2 separate regions of the Mus musculus genome follow, and region 2 is linked to region 1. Evidence: chromatin contacts called from public promoter capture Hi-C data. All regions are on one chromosome and are shown on one strand. Each heading gives the region's core, a stretch centred on a gene start, on an enhancer-like site or on the middle of the called end of the contact. The rest is flanking DNA. Distances are from core to core; before and after follow the strand shown. Region 1 holds the start of Lrrc57 (leucine rich repeat containing 57). Region 2 holds the start of Serf2 (small EDRK-rich factor 2).

What was found. Promoter capture Hi-C pulls out the DNA fragments that hold promoters and counts their contacts.
Region 2: a promoter capture Hi-C map of erythroid cells shows a contact between it and region 1, with 2.5 times the contacts expected there. The contact joins the promoter of Serf2 here to the promoter of Lrrc57 in region 1. A contact is called at or near these places in 3 of 39 promoter capture datasets (the C10 cell line, erythroid cells and neutrophils), 1 of 115 datasets of contacts at active chromatin or transcription factors (memory CD8 T cells) and 1 of 9 other capture datasets (adipose tissue).

What each region holds. Positions count from the first base shown.
Region 1 is chr2:120,606,370-120,611,493 of GRCm38.p6, reverse strand. Lrrc57 (leucine rich repeat containing 57) reads left to right here and starts at 2,136. Exons shown (of 6, transcript NM_001159612.1): 1 at 2,136-2,379; 2 at 2,471-2,576; 3 at 2,683-2,821; 4 at 3,427-3,695. The coding sequence starts at 2,493. Haus2 (HAUS augmin-like complex, subunit 2) reads right to left here and starts at 2,112. Exons shown (of 6, transcript NM_025475.3): 1 at 1,949-2,112. The coding sequence starts at 2,041.
Region 2 is chr2:121,446,512-121,451,635 of GRCm38.p6, reverse strand. Serf2 (small EDRK-rich factor 2) reads right to left here and starts at 2,438. Exons shown (of 3, transcript NM_011354.3): 1 at 2,195-2,438; 2 at 1,553-1,661; 3 at 1-915. The coding sequence starts at 2,201. The coding sequence ends at 852. It overlaps Serinc4 (serine incorporator 4), which reads left to right. Exons shown (of 12, transcript NM_001025371.2): 12 at 1-459.

The sequences.
Region 1 (5,124 bases), core at 887-3,386:
GAGTCTATGAGTCTATGACTATCTTGACAGACAGCATGGTTGCAGACAGAAATAGCATGGGAGAAGAAGCTGAGAACTTACGTGTTGAGAGATAAGCATGAGGCCAAAAGAGCCTCCAAGCCCACGCTCAAAGACAAACATCCTCCACCAAGACCACATTTCCTAATATTTCCCAAACAGGTGAAATCCTTCCATCAAATGGGTACTAGGTATTCAAATATATGAGTCTATAGAGGCCATTTTCACTCAAAGCACTACAGTATACATATGATTAAAATCAGATGCTATAGGAAGGAACATGGACACTAGAAGAAAAGAATGTTTGACCTAATCTATCAACCAAAGTAGAGAAACAGGACTGGAAAGAAAGCTGGCTTGGCATTTAAGAGCATTTGTTGTTCTTGCAGAGGACCCAGGTTCAATTCCCAGCAACCACATGGGGGCTTACTCCAGTTCCATGGGGATCCAATGCTTTCTTCTGACCTCCATGGGCAACAGGCATGCACATGATACACATACATTCATATATATATAATAATCATTTACAAAATAAATATATCTTAAAAAAAAAAAGAGTAGAGAACCACTCAAACCATGCCTGTATGTAAACAATTCCTTCCTTTAGAGCTCAGGCTATAACCTGGGACCTTTGTAGTGTTCTGCTTTCAATCTTGATGCTATATCTCTCTATATTCTGTGTTATTCCTTCCCTCAGAATAAAGCTGTTTTCAATTCTTTAGATAAGAGGCCAGGAACCTAAATCTTTCTAGCCCAGACCCCAATAGTAACATAGATTGGGTTAGACTAGCTAGCCAGCAAGCCCCACCTGTATCTGGCCCCTAGCTCTAGGACACGCACCATCACATACTGCTTTTACTTGGGCGTTAGGGATCTAAATTCAGCCCTCCATATGGTTGACACGAGAGACTTGGGAGTCTTAGGAGCTGGAAGCAGGAAGATGGCTCAGTGTTCAAGGCTAGCCTAGGATAGAGTGAGGACACCTCTCCATTAAAAAAAAGGAAACACCTAAAAAGACTAAAAAATCTTCCAGTATCTCTCAGCAAGCTGGAAGAATTAGATCCCATTACCCTCTCCTCTTTGCCATATCATCTTATAAAGTGAGTTAACAGCCAGGCATGGCGGTACACACCTGTAATGCCAGGGATAGTGAGTTACAGACCATCTAGGGCTACACAGCAAGACTCGGTCTCTAAATAAATAGTGCTAAAATAATAAGGGTGAACTGTGATGGCATTACGCTGTGAAAGATTTTGGCCTTTTCTTGGAGGCCCAGCATTGCTTCATACATCACCTGGTTGCTATGAGAACAAAGTTAAGCCCCCAGCCCACAGGAACAAGGTCCGGATGCCCTTTGGCTGACATGTAATCTTACTGTTAATGTTTGAATGACCCAATCCCATACCTTTGTTAAAATTCCTCGCATCCCTATCCCTTTTTCTTTTACAAAAACCCCTAGCTCTGGAGACTCGGGGTCGACTCCCCTGCCTCCTGTGTGAGGTACGTGTCGGCCCAGAGCTCTGCCAATAAAGCCTCGTGTGTATTGCAACAAGAAGGATTCTTGTGTGTTCGTGGGTGCACCCTATCCCTGGACTAGAGTAGGAGTCCCCATATCGGGGGTCCTACAGAAGAACTGTATTAAAGGGTCGCAGCCTTAGGAACACTTGTTCTAGAGGTAGTGTCACTGGAAGAAAAAAAAAGTGGAGCGCTGTTCCATCTCCCACAAACCGTCCTGGGATAACCCGCAGGCACTCAAAACAGAGTGCTCAGTCACTCAGTGCACCAGCCACTCAGTCCCTCACACTCGAAGAACCCACGGGAGTATGGTCACAGTCCTCAGCTGGCTCACTCACGCCCGCATAACCAGGACCACCACCTCACAGCAGAATTCTGTCGCCACCTTGATGACGCCATCGCCGCCCCCACGTACCTTAGTGACTATGCCCGAAGCTACCAAGTGGTTTAGCAGTAACCCAGCTGCAGTCTGCGAGGACGCTGGGTCCCACGGGTTGGCGGCCGCCATGGCTTCCGCACACCTCTGGAACTGGCGCGAGGAGTGAGGGGCAACACCGCGAACAGGCGCGCGGTTTGATGATGTCACAGGGCGTTCCTGCCCGGGCGGAAGCCCTGGGAGCGCGTCTCAGGCGAGCGCGGGTCCCCGGTGTTCCCTGGCGGAGTCTTCTTTGCACTGAGCGGTAGGAGGCGAGTCTCAAGCTCCCTGTTCCGGCAGCAGCTATCGGAGGCTCCCTGGCCCTTAGCTCTGCTGCCAAAGCATCAGGACCTTGTGGTAGCGCTGCCTGCTCGCCTGTTTTCTCCTTGCCACTCTTGGGCTGGCCCCAGGGAAGTAGGGATAGGCAGAAGGTGACAATTGGGACAGGAGACCCAAACGGGAGATTTAGCGACGACTGTATGTCTAGACTAGGCGGTGACAGCTATGCTTCTTTTCCTGCAGGGAACTGAGCCGTGGCGCTAGGATGGGTAACAGTGCTCTCCGTGCTCATGTGGAAACAGCGCAGAAAACTGGTGTCTTTCAGCTTAAAGACCGTGGTCTGACCGAGGTGAGACCTGAGGGGACCGGACCAAGAAACTAAAAGGGCTAGGGTTGGCGGGGTGGCGAAGACTATTGGTGCAGGATTTTTCCAAACTGTGAGCTCCTTTCTCCAGTTCCCCTCAGAGTTGCAGAAGCTGACAAGCAATCTTAGGACCATCGATTTATCCAACAACAAGATTGACAGCCTACCGCCTCTGATAATAGGAAAGTTCACTCTGCTAAAGAGCCTCTCCCTCAACAACAACAAACTGAGTATGGAATTTGTGTCTGGGCAGCTTTTGCTAGTAATCAGCAGTTATGAAGGGTGTTTTTCCTGTTAGATGATTTTTGTTATGAAATCATTTTAGGGGATGCAGAATGTTAGAGTATTGAAGCTTTAATCTCTTGTAATTAAATATAAAAGCCTCTTTGGGTGGTATAATGATTATTACTAGGTTAATTTGGACCTGGAAGACCTTTGGGAATCGATATAAACAGTTATCTAATTTCGGGGCAGGGTGGAATGGGAGGATCTTTTAAACTCCCTCAGATCGTTTTTAGAATACAGCTAAGCAAAAGGAACCCCTTACACACATACACAATTTTCTGCATTTTGATGGCTTCTTAACCTCCCAAACAGTTTGTGAAACCTAAACATGACCTGTGAGAATTCTATGTAAGAAGCCAGACCTGGTGACTTAGACCTACAGTAGCCCCAGCTACTCAGAGGTTGAGGCAGAAAGATCTTAATTTCAAGGCTATCCTAGACAACTTAATGAGATCCTGTCTCAAAAACAAGATGAAGCAGGCTACCATACTGTCTTTTTATAAATGTCATTAATTCTATCGGATTTGTTTTTTAATTTCTTCTTCACCAGCTGTTCTACCTGATGAATTATGCAATCTGAAAAAACTAGAGACACTAAGTCTCAACAACAATCACCTGAGAGAGCTACCATCTACCTTTGGGCAGTTGTCTGCCCTGAAGACGCTGAGCCTCTCTGGGAATCAGCTGGGAGCATTACCCCCCCAGCTTTGTTGCCTGAGACATCTAGATGTAGTAGATCTCTCTAAAAACCAGATTCGGAGTATACCTGACACAGTTGGGGAGCTGCAGGCCATCGAACTCAATCTCAACCAGAACCAGGTCCATACTTTGTGTTGTTTTGCCCCTCTCCCCAGTGTATGTTTGCATTTATGGTCTTCTGATTTCTTGTTCCTTAAACGATAATCATGGAGTTGGAAATTAGAAGCTAAAAGATATATAAGGTGAACTTACTCCAATGCCCAGAATCATGGAGTGGGTTGATAGTGGCTGTGTAATTGTGTTGAAAGTGTTTTGAGGAAGGAGTAACAGGGTGAGATAATTACACACACACACACACAAAATTAAACCTATCGAAGGTTTTACAGATATTTTCTTTTCACACCCATTATTTAGTGAGGAGCCGTGTCAGGGGTGATATAGTGTAGGAATGAGACCTGTACCCATAGGATCTGAGAGTCAGACGTTAGAAATTGTTGAGAAATCCATGTGATAGCTGTTCTGGAGCTACGTTATAATTGGACGACTTTACATGTGAAATGTTTTGAAGCTCCTTGGTTAACATTAGTATGGAGATGGTGCTCTGCTTCAGATATGAGGCACAGTGATGAAACATTTGAGATTCGGTAGCCTTGAGTTTTTAGCATTTATGTATATGTACATTATGCATGTATATTAGCTACTATGTTCATGTTATTACTGTGCTAAATTGTAGTTAGCATAATATTCAGCCTTTGAGGTTGGTTTTGTCTTTTTCCTGAGATTTCTAGGAAAGAACTGTCATTGGTATTCGTTGAATAATTCCACATTCCCTACTACTAGACCAGTTTCTCAGACCTTACTTGGATAACCTGGGGACCTTAAGGTCACCTAAGTGTTTGATTCAGTACGTGAGAAGTCTAAGAATCTGCAGAATCTGCATTTTCTGTAAGTTCCTAGGTGATGGTTTGAGATGCAGGTAGTCAACAGAATTTAGTGACCAGAATTTAGTTTTAGTGAAAACTGTAGATACACAGCTGTATTCGAGATTAGTACACAGGACTGTTGATACAGATTTTGAAGTCACAAGTGAAATGGTTTTAAGAATGATTGTTTTCTAGAAGGTTCTAAATGTTAAATAGGAAGCATTAGGAATTTATTTCTGCTTGAATATAATTATAAAGAAATAAAAAGGGTGGTGGTGATGCATGCCTTTCATCCCAACACTCAGGAGGCAGAGGCAGGGAGATCTCTTAAGTTAGAGGCAAACTTGGTTTACAGAGCAAGTTCAAGGCCAGTGCTTCAGAGAAATTCTGTCTCAAAAAAACAAAAAGAAAGCAAACAACAAAAAATGACACCCCCAAAAAATTTTCAGGAAAAATTCAGAAGTCATGCACTAGAGGGAGCCTCAAGAAATGGGTAGTCCAGGCAGATGCTGCAGTGTGGGAAGCATGACTTTGGCTTCAGCAGAGTGGTAGGTATCAAGATGTTCATGTGGTTGTTTCTGAGTGGCAGCTTGCTGGTAAGCTTTTCCCTTAAACTTACATTATTT
Region 2 (5,124 bases), core at 1,189-3,688, 840 kb before region 1:
GTAGCTCAGCCCTAAGCAGTGGTGGAAGAAGCCCAGACCACAGAACAAACCAGGGCAGGGGAAGAAGGGAGCAGAGGCTACCATAGGTTTTAATCCTGGTCTTGAGGTCAAAGGAAATGGAAGACAAAAACCACCTTCATTCCATGAGGATTGACAGAACAGAAGAGAATGTGAGCATCCAGAGTGGCTGACCACCAGAAGTTGGTGAGCAGCAGGATTTTTTTTTTTGGCCAACTTTCAAGCAAACAAAGAATGAAGAGACATAAATTTGGGTCTTAGATCCTTCCCTCTTATGACCCTCAATACCATCCTGGGGATGGTGTCCAAGGTCGGTGTGGGGGATAAAAATCACAGAAAAGAAGTCTCTATAGTTCTTAGAGGACTCCTCTGCCATATAACTGGAGTGCTTTTCCGGTTGCAATAGTTAAAATAAAGGCTTCTTCTGTGATGTTTTCCTTATGAAGTCTACAAATCCATAATCTCTTAGGTGCCTAACAAAACTCCCCCCTTTTAGTGGGGAAGGGCAGTCACTCCTCCATCCCCATGCCCCCAATCCCCAGTCAAACCAGGCGCTCAAGGAATTACAAAGCTACTTTTAATACTTTGGGGTGTGCCCCACAGGAATAAAAAACACTGGGAAGGGGTAACCCCCTCACCCCCAGGAGTGGCCCAGAGGGAGAGAGGCTACCTGAGGGGAAGGAAGCACAAAAGGAACCCGCTGCAGACTCAGGGCAAAGGGAATGCCATCGGTGCTGGGACCTGTGAGCACTACAGGAAGAAACTCGAGCATGGTGGGACTGGCTCCAGGCACACAGGCGGAGGGCAAGAGGGTTGGACACGAAGCCACAAGGCTACTTGGGTTCCTCCTTCTTCTCGTTTGCCTTTTTCTGCTTCTGCTGCATGATCTCCGAGTCCCTGGGGGTAGAGATGATGGGGCACTGGGAGGTACCAGAGGGCAAAAAGGACAAGATGCAGGGGATGAAGGGTACAGAGGATAAGATGGAAGTGGATGGGACAAAGTTCAGCATATGGCTGCTATATTCCCACCCTAGGAGAACAAGAGGAACAGAGCTAAGGGTCAAAAGGCAATCAATCAGTCTCCATATGGCTGTTGCCCAAGGGGTCAGAAGTCTGGCCGCTCAGGCCCAAGGCTCTCTATTCTGTACTAAGTACCACACCCCAACAACACTAGTGAGAAAGTCGGGAAGAGGGAGGAGAGACAAGCAGCAAGGAGGGTCAAAAGTACTGGGCTGTCAAAACAACTACACTTGATATGTGAAGCCCCTGCCCTTGCCCTTAAGGTCAGAACTAAGGCCCGCAGAAATCAGCCTGCGGACAGGGACCCGCCCCAGTCCCTTCCTGTATGGCTGTGACCTAACAATTTAGAGTGGGGAGGAAATAAAACCCTAGAGGAAGCAATGCACTCTGCCCCTCACATCTAACCTAGACTTGGACCCTGCAATAGCTCTCTCTCCTGGTACACCCCTTTCTCTAACCCAGGTCTCCCCGTCCAGTCCCGGCCCGACCCTTCCTTTTCCCTCCCTGGGGCTACCTCTGCTTGCGGGCGGCAGCAGAAAGCCCATCATCTCGGCGCTTTCCCTTAACCGAGTCGCTCTGCTTCTTCATGTTCTTCTGGCGGGCGAGCTCTCGCTGGTTACCGCCTAAGAAGAAGAGAAGGTACAAAGTGAGACGCCGGAGCCGCTCCACGTACACACCAGCGCCCCTCCTCCCCGCAACTGGGACCCCGACCGTCCCCCCAACCCCCGCCGCAGCGCCGACCCCATCGCGGGGCTTCGGCTGCCCGGGGTAGGTTAACTTGGGGGTGCGGGAGGACGGTGCGGTCGAGACTGCTGGCGGCGCGCGTCAAGTTTGAGGCGGCGCGGGGGCCCAGACAGCTGCTGCGGTGTGTGGGACGCGCCGGGGCCTCACGGGCACGCGCCGGGGCCCACCACTCAGGGAACCCGGCTTCCCCAGCGCGGAAAGCCGGCGGCGGCCCGCGCCCAACACAGGGGTCTCCGCAAGTGGCGGCGTGCAGAGGGCTGCGCTTCCGGCTGGGCGGGAGGCAGCTGGAGAGCGCTCCCTAAAGACCCTTCCGCCCGCCGGGGAAGCCGAGGGGACGCACACGCCGGCACCCGGGCGCGCGGGGAGCGAGAGCAGAAAGAAAAGGGAGAGAGGAAAAGGTCCCAGCACTCACGGGTCATGGCGACGGCAGCGGCTCCAACCTGCCTCCGTTGCGTCCCCCTCGTTCGGGCCGACGTTGCAGGCCCCGCCCCCTTCGCGCGACGCCACCAAGTCGTCTTCTTCCTCCCGCCCCTTCACGCCCGGGCGCCCGCTTTCATTGGGCAGGGGGAAACACGTGGAGTGCGGTGCCACGCGCCAGTCCCGGAGGGCGAAGAGCGGAGCTCGGCGGGCGGAGCGCTGGCACGGGGCGGGGCTTCCCCGGAGCGCTGGGTCCCAGCCTGTAGAAACTAGGCCGGGTCACGTGGCCGGGGGGTGGAGGGGTGCGGCTGGCGATGTGGCGCTCCGACGGGGCCGGGCACGTGACTAGGCAAAGTGACCTCATGTGGGACAGTTTAGGGTACTGACTGACAAAGTCGCCCCGAAGGAACGCGGGGGAGGGGCGGGGCGGGGACGGGACGGGGTGAGGGCGGGATTTCCTAGGTCGTTCATCCGGTTATGTGCTATCAGTTCTCTGGAGCTAAACTTAGTGCGGTTCCCCGGTCTCCGAGCCTCTTGGCCGAACACTTGCCACAGTTGTCTGAAAACATACGCAGACAATTAGGAAACCCCTTTCCACTTTCCTCGCCCCTAAGCGCAGCCAGTTTTAGTGTGTCATAAAGTGATCCTGCAATCATTTCCCAAGAGCTTGAGTCCAGAGCTCCTGCATGCACATCTCCACTACTGAACTGGACTTAAGACTGCCCACAGAAACTTTGAATGTGCCTTGGGGGTGACGAAGCATACCCGAATCTGACTGTGGAGTTACTTCAGGAACCGAGATTAGGGAATGCTCCTATTTTATTAGTTTGCATCTCTCTCTTTCTCTCTCTCTCTCTCTCTCTCTCTCTCTCTCTCTCTCTCTCTCTCTCTGTCTCTGTCTCTCTGTCTCCTCTCTCCTCCTCTCTCCTCTCTCTCGACCGTGCCTACATTGTATCATTTCCCCTAAACCTTACATTTGGTTTGTAAGAGAAATCAGGCTGGTAACTAAATCTTTATTTTCGGTTGCTGAATCACAGATGCGCGCGCCCCCTGTAGAAAAGATTAGTTAAGCCTTCTCTCCCTTCCCAGGTCCAAGACAACAGGAATTCTGCTAAACTATCATGAAATAACCCCAACATGAACCAGAACAGTAGGATGCGTTTCCTGCTGACCAGAGGCACTTTATCCTGTCCAGTACCTTCACTAAGCAGCTGAATTCAGAGACTTCACTCCACTCTTTCACCAGAGTCGCCTAAGACTACTGAAAAACACAGATATTTACACTACGATTTATAATAGAAAAATTACAGTTTAAAAATAATTCTAGCCGGGCGGTGGTGGCGCACGCCTTTAATCCCAGCACTTGGCGGATTTCTGAGTTCGAGGCCAGCCTGGTCTACAGAGTGAGTTCCAGGACAGCTAGGGCTACACAGCTGTTGTCTCGAAAAACAAAAACAAAAAATAATTCTATGGTTGGGGGTCACCACTACATAAGGAACTTTATTAAGGGGTCGCAGGACTGGATCCATGAACTCTCATAAAATGGTAGGTATGGTGGTGTGTTATCTGTAATCCTACTACTCCCATAGTGAGAAGAGAGGTAGAGATGGGAGAATTTTCTGGAAGTTCAAGGACCAGTGAGCCTGGAATACAAAGCAAAAGCAATCCAACAGAAACAATGACAGACCCTGCCTCAGAAAGATAATAAAAGACAGTGGTGGCACACGCCTTTAATCCCAGCACTCCGGAGGCAGAGGCAGGCGGATTTCTGAGTTCCAGGACAGCCAGGGCTATGCAGAGAAACCCTGTCTCAGGACAGCCAAGGCTATGCAGAGAAACCCTGTCTCGAAAAATCAAAATAAATAAATAAATAAATAAGATAAAAGTGAAAGTTGTTCTCTAAAGACACACACCGGGATGAAGGAAATGAATTTAAATGTATGGTGGTAAATTTTGATGGGACTGTAAACTAATGCCTATCCCAGAATCAAGTTGAGACTAAGACTTCAAACTGGCTTTGTGAAGAGCAGATAGGAAACAAAACCACAAAACAAAACATTACCATCTTCAATTTTTCCTATGTTCAATCCCACTTGAACTATTAATATTTTTAAAGATTTTTTTTCAAAAATATGTGTGTGTATATGTGTCTGGGTGTGGGTTTGTGTAGTACCCATAAAGGCCAGAAAAGTGTGTTGGATAGCTTCGTGGCAGAGTAGTTACAGGTGGATATGAACCACCCAGTGTGTGTGTGTTGAGAACCAAATCCCGCCCCTCTGCTGAAATATTGTTATCCTCTTAACCACAACTGAGTCATCACTACGGCTCCTGCTATTAATGTTAATATGTTTCAATTTTTCTTTCTCTCCCCATCCTCCTCCTTGCCTAACTGCCCACTGGAAATTAAACCAAGGTTTTTTGTTTTGTTTTGTTTTGGGGGGGGGTTGAGTTTTTTTTTTTTTTCTCCTTTCCTTTGTTTGTTTTGGTTTTGGTCTTTTGTTTTATTGAGACCACGTTTCTCTGTGTACAAAGTAACTGAATGGAACTGCTGCTTCTATGCTAGGGAGAAATTGGTGGGCTCCATGGACCTTGATCTGGGCCAGTGAAGTGATTCACGCTGCAATGGATGGATGTAAAGATGGAGAATGGGCACAGCCACGGAGGGGCAAGAAGAACCCTTGAGGAGAGGGAACAGCCAGCCTGTGAGAGCCATCAGACCCTACTCCCTCAGGCCCGCAGGCCCATGCAGAGCCATGGTTAGTGAGTGAATACTAAGTTGCCTCTGAAACTAGGTCAAGGAGACAGAAGGACAGTACTGACACAATGACAGCAACGCTTACCAAGGCAAGACTTAAGCAGAGGCACAGAGTAAAATGGGTTCATAAAAGCAAGGGAGTATGTTCCCATAAAAAAAAAGTGTCATAA